Regions from separate parts of the Mus musculus genome. Here region 1 is linked to region 2. Evidence: chromatin contacts called from public HiChIP or PLAC-seq data. All regions are on one chromosome and are shown on one strand. The core of a region is the stretch at or near the end of the contact, and the rest is flanking DNA. Distances in the headings are between cores, read along the strand shown. Region 1 overlaps 4930578N18Rik (RIKEN cDNA 4930578N18 gene). Region 2 has its middle 35 kb from the start of Gm41474.

What was found. HiChIP or PLAC-seq counts read pairs in DNA pulled down with a chosen protein or histone mark.
Region 1: a contact with region 2 is called in a FOXA1 HiChIP or PLAC-seq map of pancreatic cancer cells. The contact joins two enhancer-like sites. A contact is called at or near these places in 1 of 484 Hi-C or Micro-C datasets (bone marrow-derived macrophages) and 1 of 115 datasets of contacts at active chromatin or transcription factors (pancreatic cancer cells).

The regions. Positions count from the first base shown.
Region 1 is chr16:76,145,777-76,151,694 of GRCm38.p6, forward strand. All of the region lies in intron 1 of 4930578N18Rik (RIKEN cDNA 4930578N18 gene), which reads left to right. Among named protein-coding and RNA genes, the nearest start is that of Gm22268, 16 kb to the left of the region's middle. Within about 2 kb of position 3,910, at least 17 of the 459 cell types and tissues checked have an H3K27ac peak or open chromatin away from gene starts, as enhancers often do. A contact at or near this core is called in pancreatic cancer cells, where this site is marked.
Region 2 is chr16:75,715,679-75,721,627 of GRCm38.p6, forward strand. No RefSeq gene overlaps it. Among named protein-coding and RNA genes, the nearest start is that of Gm41474, 35 kb to the left of the region's middle. Within about 2 kb of position 1,918, at least 55 of the 459 cell types and tissues checked have an H3K27ac peak or open chromatin away from gene starts, as enhancers often do. A contact at or near this core is called in pancreatic cancer cells, where this site is marked.

The sequences.
Region 1 (5,918 bases), core at 2,660-5,159, 430 kb after region 2:
TATATGAAAAAAATACTAAATATCACTAATCATCAAGGAGATATATATCAAAATGTCTACTTGGTCCCTTCTTCCACTGAAAAAACCTGAAAGAATAATAATTTGAGAGGTGAACATTGGCAAGCATGGAAAGTGTGTCTGTGATGATAAGGAGTCTCTCCGGCGAGGACACACATGGGTTCTTCTGCAACATAGCTTTAATGCATCTCGAGAGAAAGATGATCAGCTTCTGGGGGAGGAGGCCCAGAACACAGGAAACTCGGTCCTTAAATAGACCACAAGAGCAGGTGGAGACGTATTTCACCCTGACTGGTTGCTTACCATCAGCCCAGATGATGCCACGGGACAGGCAGGGCACAAGGAATGGAAAAATACCCCAGCACATGCACAGACTATTTGTTTACCAGTTAGAACACCGGATATCAGCGTCATCTTGTAATGGCAATTGCAAAGGCGGCTCCTCACAGGAAAGGAAATTCTTACACTGTTGATGGGGATGTCAATTAATATAACCATTGTATAAAGGAGCCTAAAAACAAAAATATGACCACCATGTAGTTCAGGAATCCTATTACGAAGTATGGATTTAGAGAAAATGCATCATTATATCAAAGACATTTTACAAGTGCAAGTTTATTGCAATACTATGAAAAATAGCCTATAAGTGTCCATTAACTGACTAATATATAATGAAAATGTGATGGGTATGCATAATACAATGTTATTTGGCCATTAAAATTGAAATTTAGTCAGGTGTGGTGTCAGTAGACGTTAGCAAACCATACACAGAAACGTAAGAATCACATCTTCTCACGCAAGCTTCTCCTAAGAACTCTCACAGAAACTTGAGAGGAGAACTGTTAGTTACTAGAAACTGGGAACTATAAAGAGGAGGGATGTTATGTTATAAAATAAAATTCTATCCACTCTATTTTACCAAAGAGGACTCAGGAACCAGATGCTGGGGTGAAAAACCTACTAGCTCAGAGAGGCAGAGAAAGCATCCAGTTGACCTTCCCGTACTGACACACCAGAAGGAAAAAGCCCCTCCTCCTCCTCCATGCTGTTTTAAATACCTTTAACTCAATGTCCCTCCTTCCTACTTCCTATGTTCAATCCCTGCCAACTGGTTGCTTTTCTTCACTCCTTGAAAGCCCTTTGGATTAAATGTGTGACTGTGGAAATGGACATTGATAACCTCATTTAGAAACATGATAGTTTCACATAATATATTAATTTTATATAATTGTCTAAGGATGTGATATATCATATATGTACTGTAATATATGCTTTATATGTTATGTAAATATTTATATAAGGACTGAGCAGAAGGGTTTTGCAACCCCATAGGAAAAACAACAATATCAACCAAACCAACCAGACCCCCCTCCCAAAGCTCCCAGGGATTAAAACACCAACCAAAGAGTACACATGGAGGGACCCATGGCTCCAGCCATATATATGTAGCAGAGGATGGCCTTGTCAGGCATCAATGGGAGGAGAGGTCCTTGGTCCTGTAAAGGCTCCATGCCCCAGTGTAGGGTAATGCCAGGGTGGGGAGGTGGGAGTGGGTGGGTGGGTGGGTGGGTGCTTGAGTACCCTCATAGAAGCAGGGGGAGCGAGAGGGGATAGTAGTATTCCTAGGGGTGTGGGGGACTAGGAAAGGGGATAACATTTGAAATGTAAATAAAGAAAATATCTAATTTAAAAGAGAGAGAGAGAGAGAGAGAGAGAGAAAGAGAGAAAGAAGACCAAACACAGGAGGTCTTTCACCACCACAGATATGAGCAGCAGCACGCACGTCAGTAATCATATACACAGACCAAGCACTGTATTTTGAAATATCTTATGAATCAATGATCAAGTTAAACAGCAGAGAACTTTAATGTGTTGCTATGAATTAAGGCCAGAACCTTGTATCCCTAAACAAGGTGTCAACTACCAAGTTATATATCTCCAGCCCTAAATTATCTTTTAAATTTCATAACATGAAAACAAGAACATATCAAAATGTATATCTAGATGCTATAAAAAAAAGGTTAAAAGGAAGTGCGTGGTACAAAATATATATGTTAGAAAAAGAAATGTGTAATCTTTAATTAGAAGAGAACATGACCTCACACCTTTTTCTGTTCCCTCAGAGAGAATTTTCTTTAAGAAAGATATATATGTCCAAAAAATGGATTTCCCAAGCACATGCAAGGGCATTTTGAAGCCAAACACTGTAATCAATTAAAATGCTTTCCTAGAATCTCTGATCACCAGCCAAGCATCCAATTTAGGAACGACCACTTTAAGCATTAAACACAACTGCTTCCAATAGCATTTAACCTCCTTCCTTGGAAAGCAAGCATGCATGCTTCGAAACCAATTCACTCCTCCTTTCTTTCCTTACAGAGTAAGAAGAAGCAGGTAACCCAGAAAGAAATTAGATTCGTATGTAGATCATAGAAATCATAAGGTTATGGTCGTGAAAAGAGTGTCTCTGCCTTAGAGCAGCAAGTGTTCTAAGCAGAGGTTCCCAGTCTATGGGTTGCGTCCCCTCTGGGCATGGGATGATCTTCTCACAGGGCTTACCCGTGACCATCAGAAAACACAAATACTTAGATTACAATTCATAACAGTAGCACAATTACAGTTAGAAAGTAGCAACAAAAATAATTTTACGGTTGGAGTCACCACGACATGAGGAACTGTATTAAATATAGGGTCATAGCATGAGGGACAACATCAGGGACGTTGAGACCCACTGTTCTAGAATGCTAAGGTTAAAGGGGCTGCAAGGCCACAGGAGTTTGGAAACCAAACATAGGGCCCCAAACTAACCAAGGCAAGCTGCTGACGTAAGGCCGTCATCTCAGGAATGACAATGAGTGATCACAGTTGAAATTTTTTTAATTTTTAAAATAAGTGATTAATGGCACACCCCTTATCTCAATCTCCACTTTAACATATATTACTTCGATGTTTTTACTTATTTTCGTGTGTCTAATTGGTGTCCATAAATCTCTTGTATAAGTCCTCAAGTCCATGCTTCCTAGGCAATTGACACACATGGTCTGGAATTTTTTGGTTGGTTGGTTGGTTTTGGTTTTGGATTTGTTTGTTTGTTTGTTTATCTGGTTTATTAGAGCTTCCAGAACTTTCTCTAAGTCTTGCATGGAATGGACTTTAAAATCCCAGTCCCACTTTTCCCAAACTTTCTAAACATACAGTAAAGACCTAAGATGAGCTCACCACTGATTTGTGAGATTCATTTTTCTTTGTAGTTAGCAGAGAAAATGCAGAGGTCCTCACTGGAGGCCCGTGTGCTAAAATGTCACTGTGCAGAGTTTGTGGAGTGGCCTTTAAGGGATGCACAATCACCAGAGGACTTTTACAAATGGTACAGGCTGTTGCCTGCCTCTTCAAGAGTCAAACTTAATTCCTGAGAAACTGATTGGAAGAGGCAATAATAGCTTCAGAAGGTCTCAGAATGGATTGTAATTCACACAAACACAATGTTGACGGTACACATGCATGCAGACACAAACACACGTACACAACACACACACACACACACAAATACTCTTAGGAACCAATTACCTAACTTCTTCTCACTGCCTCCCCTATTCTTCTCTCCCCTTCTAGGCTGGTTACACATGCACACTGACACACACTTGTGTGTGCAGTGCATGTGCACACGCACAGACAAGCATCATGACAGCATTGGTCTTGAAGAGGAAAGACAGCAGGAAGAGAGCTGCAGTTCACACGAGCTCACCTTAGCAAGCTCATCCATCTGACTGACAAAGCTATGATGAAAGCTGAGGCCAATCCGAACTTTCTTTACTATTCTCTCAGGAAGCTGCACTGCTAGGCATGATCTATTTAGGCTGGGTTCATGTAAATTTCCCCCATTCTGCGGTAATTCCTCCTCACCAAGCATCCAGTGTTACTGTCACACACCAACATGACTGAGTCAGGTCCGACTCATCATGTTGACTTCCTGTGAAATGAAACAGCCTTCCCAGGACATTAAATGAGTGATTTACAAAGCCCAATGCTGGCAAATGCTCCCTGGAAGACGTCATTTCAGTTCATTCAAAGCCAGTGTCTGCCCATAATTGTCTTTTGTGTAGTCTCTTAGTCAATTATAGACATTAGACGAGTGTACTGAGTCTGTTCACAGTTTCCTTTCATATTCACATATTGTGAAGGAGACACACACACTCATAACACACACTCTATCTCACGCACACACATGTAACTTATCATGCTCCCCTGTTCACTGAAATAAGGATTTTGCTGAAATTACTCATTCTTTACAACTATACCACACCCTTCTCTGTGTGTCTGTGTATGTAAATGTGTGGTCTATGCACAAATATATTCATGTTGATGTTTGTGAACCTATGAAGAAGGTACTGTATGTTGATCTCTCACTCTTCTTCCCTTGAGACAGGGTTTCTTGCTGAACCTACAGATAGGCTGGTGGCCAGCGAGTCTCAGTGGTCTTCCTGTTTCTATCTTCCTCCCACAGACTTAAAATTATGGGTACATGTGATTTCTCACCTCTTTAAGTGGGTGCTAGAGACGTGAACTCAGGTCTTCACACTTGAGTAGCAAGCACTTCTCTATACAAGCCATCTCCCTAGCTCGATTACTTTATCTTTAAATAGAATAAATATATTCTTCCTAGGTTGTTTGGGACAATAACTTCTAACCTTGCTACTTTTTCCATCAAAAATCAACATTCTTCTCCATTGCTCGGCACCCACAGTTCTTGAAAACAATAATGTAAAAAAAACGTGATGGTCTAGGGCATGCTAGGAGAGATAGCCGGAATCCCTGACATCTGCCATTTGGTTCTTGATGGGTAATCCTTGTGAATCTGATAATCTACAAAGGCTAAGAGGATTGAAAGAAATCTAAAATAGTTTGCAAGTGTTCATCAGAATGACTGGTACATTTTTTGAAGGTCAAGGAAAAGCCCTATGACAGCAAGTACCGTTTTCCCAAGCCCTGAATTAGTATCAACAGTATTCAATTAACACACAACAATCATGGTGGGGGAATAGCAGACTGAAATGTGTAGTAAATCCTCAGTCATCTAAATTCGTTTGCTAAGGACTTTGGGATAATCCAGCAAAAAGCTAAGCTGAACTGCAACTCTGTACTCTGAATGAGGATTGAAATGTAAATATGTCTAAAATAACAATCTGCATAAAATGAATGTAAAGCAAGCATTTTCTAATAACACCAACAAATTCACCCAGAGAAGTGACTGGTAAAAAGCAGATACAATAAGAGAGAAAAGGAGTTGACTCGGAGAGAAAGGAGGAGAACGGGTGTAGTTTTCTGGGTCTGTTCCCTCTACATTTTATTTGGGGATTTCATCCAGGGGCAAACAGGGCTTGCACTTGCTCCACAGTGAGACTGTACTCCGTGCTACAGCGTTAACATGATGTGCGGATAGTTGAAATAGTTAAAGCATAGCTCCAAATTCAAAACCGTGCCACCGAGCTCAGCTTGGGTGCTGTGCCTTATTGCAGAGTAGAAAATATGCACTCTTACAAACTCTATTATAGTTCATTTCTACCCACCGCATGCAATGTGAAAAACCGGAGGACACAGCCTGTAAACAGACAGACAGTGAGAACTGAATCTGTAAATCTCTGGACAAGTTCCCAATTTACCCGGGATCTTCCTTTTTCCATGTTTCAAACACTGTCAACAATGGTAATTATATCATAGTACCCTTGAGAATTATATATGACTTATTTTGTGTGTGTGTGTGTGTGTGTGTGCGCGCGCGCGCGCGCGTGTGTGTAAAATCATATGTGTATGTATCTATAAATAAAGTACGTTAAATAGTCCCTGACATAAAGCAAACATTTAGTAAATGTCTGCTAATATTTTTGTAGTGATATAACACA
Region 2 (5,949 bases), core at 668-3,167:
ACCTGCACGCTGCTCAGGGGAGGCAGAACACAGTCCACAATGGTGATCCTCAGTCCCTATTGTTTCAGAGTGGGAAACAGTGGAGTCCGGGATGATTGCTGTAGTTCCCAGTGTCCTGTATACCCAGGCGCCACTGGCTGGCATAGTGCTGTGAGCCAGTAATGGGGTCCTGGGCCCACTACCCCTCAGGGCATCCACACCCACTCGGCATGAAGGGGAAGATGGGGAAGACAGAGGCTGTGTATGGGATAGAACCCAGTTGGATCCTGAGTCAAAGAGTATGGAGGGGCTGGAAGAGAGAAGGCCTTCTCCAGGAGATTTAGGTGGAGGTGTCTACTATGGAGGCCTCCCCAAGGGTTCCTTGATGAAGAGATTTTTCCTTGTTTATTCAGACTGCTTTGTTTGATGATGGATGTGAATGCATATGCCTTACTCAGGGTGTACCAGGTATTAAATACCTTTTGCAAGAAGGAACGCCCAGGAAGAGAAGCTCATTGGCTGAATGCTTGGGGCCTATCTAGATGCTACATTAACATAGAGAACTCCAGGTTTTTATGCTACATGACTGATTGCCATGGTTCTCTCAGTGGGGCGCTGTGGTTACATGTTCCAGAGGGAGTAGAGTTAGGCAGGGAGTTGGCCCCACTCCTACTGTTCTCAAATCTGAGATTCACCAGGTTTGGTCTCATTCAACCTTACCAGTCCACTTATCCCACAGAATAACATATCTAAAGATGATAATATTTGTAGTTCATAGAAATATAGGGGAGTATGTTAGTATAGATAATATTTGCAAAGTTTTAGATAATTTTCAGGTAATCTTTAATTAATGTATAAGAATGTAAAATCCCCAAAGATATAATTAAGAATACATTGAAATGGTTAAAGAAGTCATATGTTCACAATCCTTAGTATCTGAATTTCTAATTCCGTATTAATTCAGTTTGACAATCACTGATTTAGAATAATAAGGAACATAAAATAGAATGACTTGTGGAACTACCTGGATTTTGAACAAACCCTGTCTGTAACGAATCTTCAGCAATCACATATGTGTATGGTGAATGAAGAAAGGGTAAAGTATTTGTCCATGCATCCTCTTGCCTGTAGAGATTTCTTCATTGTGTTTATTATAAAGCACTTAAAATTGTATAGTTCAATAGGTATCAGTTATGGGAGTTCTCTGATTCTTTGGTAGAATTCTGGGGGTTACTTATTTATACTATCATATCATCTGCAAATACCAATATATTGATTTTTTTCCTTTCCAATTTGTATCCTCTTGATATCTTAAGTTCTATTATAACTCTTGCTAAAACTCCAAGTACTGAATAAATATGGAAAGAGTGAACAGTCTCGATTTTAGTGGAATTGTTTTGTTTCTGTCCATTTAATTTGACATTGGCTATTGGCTTGCTATGTAGTGCCTTTATGTATTGTGTTTGGATAAGGAGACTGTATGCCTGATCTCTCCAAGACTTTTATCATGAAGAGGTGTGATATTTTGTTAAAGGCTTCTTCAGCACCTACTGAGATTATCATGTAGGTTTTTTTTTCCATGTTTCTTTCTATGGTGGATTACATTGAATTTCATATTAGTTCATGGATCTCTTAGGTCAGACTTTTTCCTACAAACAAATTTGAAAACGACATATCTTTAAAGTGTGGATCAATACAATACTTTTTTTGTTCCTATCATCTGACCATTTTACTTGTCTAATATTATACCAATAATGGCATCAGAGGCATAATCTTAGGTTAAAAAGAATATAAAGCCTAGCTCAGTGAGACAACTTAATTTTCTTATGTAGACAGCATGTTAATAAAAAAAAAATTAGAACAGGGCTGAGTTGGATGTCACAGAAAGGAGCAGCTAGCTCATGTCAGCTGTGTGTAGTAGATAAGAGTTGCATGAGCAGCCAGCTCACAGCAGCTCTCCAGCTCATGTCAGCTCAGTGGAGAGCAAATAAAAATGAAGTGCTATGTAATGATGTAAGGCTAGGGAGTGACTGCCCCTTGTAGCTAATAAAAACAGAAGCTCACAGCAGGCAGGAGGAAACCTTGATACTTCCACAGTGAAGATTGTCATACTATCTGGCTCTCTGACCAGAGGAAAACTGACTGCCACCCTGGCTGCATGGAGATGAGAGGATCCAGAGGAAAAAGCTGCCACCTGGGACACTCTGAGTAAGGGACAGTTTGAGTGCAAGCCTTTAGGCCACTTGCTCATTGCTCAAATACCCCATGCACGTGTTGTAAACTGACATTAGTCATTGTGGTGATGAGCCAGCCTTGCTTGTGAGTCTCTCCGCCACTTCCTTCTGAGTCAGGCACTCTATGCATGTGTTGTGAACTGATACTTGCCATTGTAGTGAATAACCCTTGAGATCAAACATTATCTGGACTCTGTCTCTCCTTCCCAGCCTTAAGCTGGTCATGGATCATGACAGTTGGCATAGTTGGCATCATTTTACCATAAGGCAAAATCCTGAGAAGGAAACTGGACCCTCTAAGGACCATAGTAGTCCCAATTATTCTAAGTTTCACCAAATTGGTAATGGCCTCTGGTTGTACAAAATTAATTACAGCCCAGGTGCAGAACTAGCCAGAGCTGTAAGGAAGAAAGTGAAAGAAGGGATCACCACCCCAAAGCCTACTGCTGTTGAAGCCAACTGCTGCTGAGGTGGTAGGAAGAGCCAGGGTGCAGGTTGAAGGACCTCATCATTAGCTGATCACCAATACTCTGATCCCAACTGCTGCATTCGAGGTAGAGAGAGTGAAAGGTGCAGGGAAAGAATATTACCAGCACCTGGATGCCAACTGCTGCCTATGTAGCAGGAAGAGGGGAAGGTACAGGAAAACCCATCCGAGAATGCCTAGCCAAATGCCTCATGAGAAGGGCAGATAAATTATTGGAAAAAGTAGTAAGAAAGCTACCCCCAAATTCACTTTGGGTAGTATATAAAAAAAGAAAACTATTAAATCTCTATACTCCCTAGCATATATATTAACATCAGAATGAAGGAACTAGTTAGTGGCTTCAAAACCACGGAAGGGAGTTCAGATGCCACAGATCCACAGAGAGAAAATGGTTTGGAACAACCAAAAGAAACTTGGGTTTAAGGAAGTGAAGATTGAGGTACCTCTAACAAATCCACAAGTAGTAGAGCCACTGCTAGAGCACACGGCTAGTAAAGAAGTCCCAGCAATACTTATGAAAACCATAGTGGACATAGATAAAGACAGCTAATATAACTAAGAAATGGAGGGGCTGGCAAACAATCCCATTAAAGATGTTACTCTAACCCCGGACCTAGGCAAGACAGCCATATCCCTCACAGTGACATCTTGGAAGGTTAATATATCTAGATGATTCATATTATTTGGTAATAGAGATGAGAAGCAAATAGAAATTAGACCATACACACCTCAAGAAATAAGTCAATTGAGCCAAGAATATGCCCATGATGGAATGAAGGATGCATCCTATAAGATAAAGCTCTGAGGAAAAAAAGAGCAGACACATAATGCTGTCAGAACTAGAGATGAGGAAAATTAAGAATATAGTAGAGAAAACCAGCAGTGTATGAAGCTTTAGAGAAAGTTCTAGACACTGCTTGAGACGATGTACACCCTCTCCTGGGCTGGATAACCACAGCCTGGATGTATATGCATTTCTATCCTTAGACCTTACACAATTTGAAGCAGCAGCAAAATGGAACACTTTCCAAGAAGAGGCCATTCAGCTAGTGAGAAAACTAGGAGTATGGTTTATATATAATGAAGTAGTTACACCATAGGCTGCTCCATTTTTACGACAATTCAAAACAATTTTAATTAAGGGGGAACCACCACACAAAAGAATTAATTTGGCAAGACGCCTTCAAAATCGCACAACTATTTCTGAGGTAATTGATTTCTTTAACGGATACAGGGAGTTAGACCAAGAAAGAGTAGTAACATTAAATATAAAATTAAAGCCATCTGAATTAAGGAGAACAACCATAGTTTTCAGACCATTTACAAATATTAGACCCTGTGGCAGAAAACTTGCATTGCTGTTTGTAAACAGTACCCCACAGAGGGGGTATACCAAGTAGGATCTTTTTGAAGGAACAAACCTAAGCCAGTTTTAGGGAACAGAAAGCCACCACAGAGGTGGCCACAGTACAAAGAAACAATCAGCAGCCCCATTGTAAGAAGGCAAACATGTATACCTTTCAACAAAAATCAAGTCACGTACCAAATAAAACCATATGTTATGTTGCCCAAAAGAAATAACAATGAGAAGACAATGTTAGATGGCTAATTGACACAGTGATGTGTATATATATATATATATATATATATATATATATATATATATATATATATATATATCCCACCAGACACTATAACAAGAAAGGAAAAAATAATTATACAAGAAAGGACAGGAGAGTCCATAATAACAGTATGTAAGTTAAAATTAATAGTATAGAACAAAACAATTCCCTTGGATTTTGCATGTTGCAGAGCAGCAGAAAACACTTTGAGTTTCTCAACAATTTTAATTTTTTTTTCTTGATTTTCTAAATTTTAAGAAGATTGCCATAGTAAAATGTAATCTAGCAGGAGTAAAAATAGAACCTATAAGGCTACCAACAGTTAAACCCTCATTTATGCCAAAATAACTTGTTAAAGGAGAAAGTGGGGAGATATCTGAAACCATTAAAACCCTACTAAAGGAAGAAGTAATTGAACCAACTCAAAGCTTCTATTTCAACAGCCCAATTTGGCCAGTTTTAAAACCAAGTGGTAAATGGGGAGTGACAGGAATTAATAAATTGTTCCCTAAATTGCCAGGATAATTGTCAGATATAGAAGATATTTTTAGCACAGCCAAAATGGCTGATAGGTATAGATTTGTCAGACATATTTTTTTTTTTGGCATACCACTGCACCCACAAATCAGAGAATATACCACATTTACTTGGCAAGGAAGAAAGAACTTAAGAGTACTACAGGGATGCATAACCAGCCCAATAATTGTCCCATATGTTCTAACATGGTCACTGGATAAGGTCATGCCAGCACCTAACTGTATTTTATATTCTTATGTTGATGACCTTTTGATAATAGGACAAGAAAAGGAAAATATACAAAATACAGTAGACCAAACCATATAAGTATTGAGAGATGATGGTTGGGACATCAATAAGGATAAGGTATTAGGACCAGATAGGAAGGTCAAGGTCTTGAGTGTAATGTGGTTCAATACAGAACCAGAAACACCTACAAAATCACAGGTAAATTAGAAGAGCTTAAAGCACCAACCAATAAACATGGATACAGCATCTTATATGATTATTTAGATACTGGAGGCAACACATACCATATTTACAAATCATTTTGCAACCCTTGAATAATATTATCAGAAAAGCAAATGATTTCATTTGGGATAAACCCCAAAATCAAGCTGTGAAAACAGTGCTAGAATATATAAAGGAATTATTTTAAGCTACAATACATTCAACCAGATGATATAGTATATTTAGACATACTGTATCTAAAACAGTATGGAAACTGGAATATCTTTGCCAAAAGAAATGGTAGAGAATGGCCAATATGCTTCTATTGTAAACACTTCCCATGGTCGGTAAGCAAATTCTCTTTATTTGAGAAAACAATTTGAACAGCATACGAGGCCTTAAAAACTTACCACAGTATGCTACAGAACTGTCATCCAGATCCTAGATTGGATCAAGCCACCAGAGGAAACATGGGTCGGTCTACCCATGAAAGGGAAAATACTACAACAGAAATGGTACTTAGCGGAGCTCCTTTGCTCTAGTACCCCATCTGCAAAGGGGTTGTGCCAAAGGCAACAGAGTCAATAATTCAGACTGACTGTCCTATGACTCCACAGGGAATATCAATCATCTCAAATGCCACCCCTGCCCCAGAAACAGG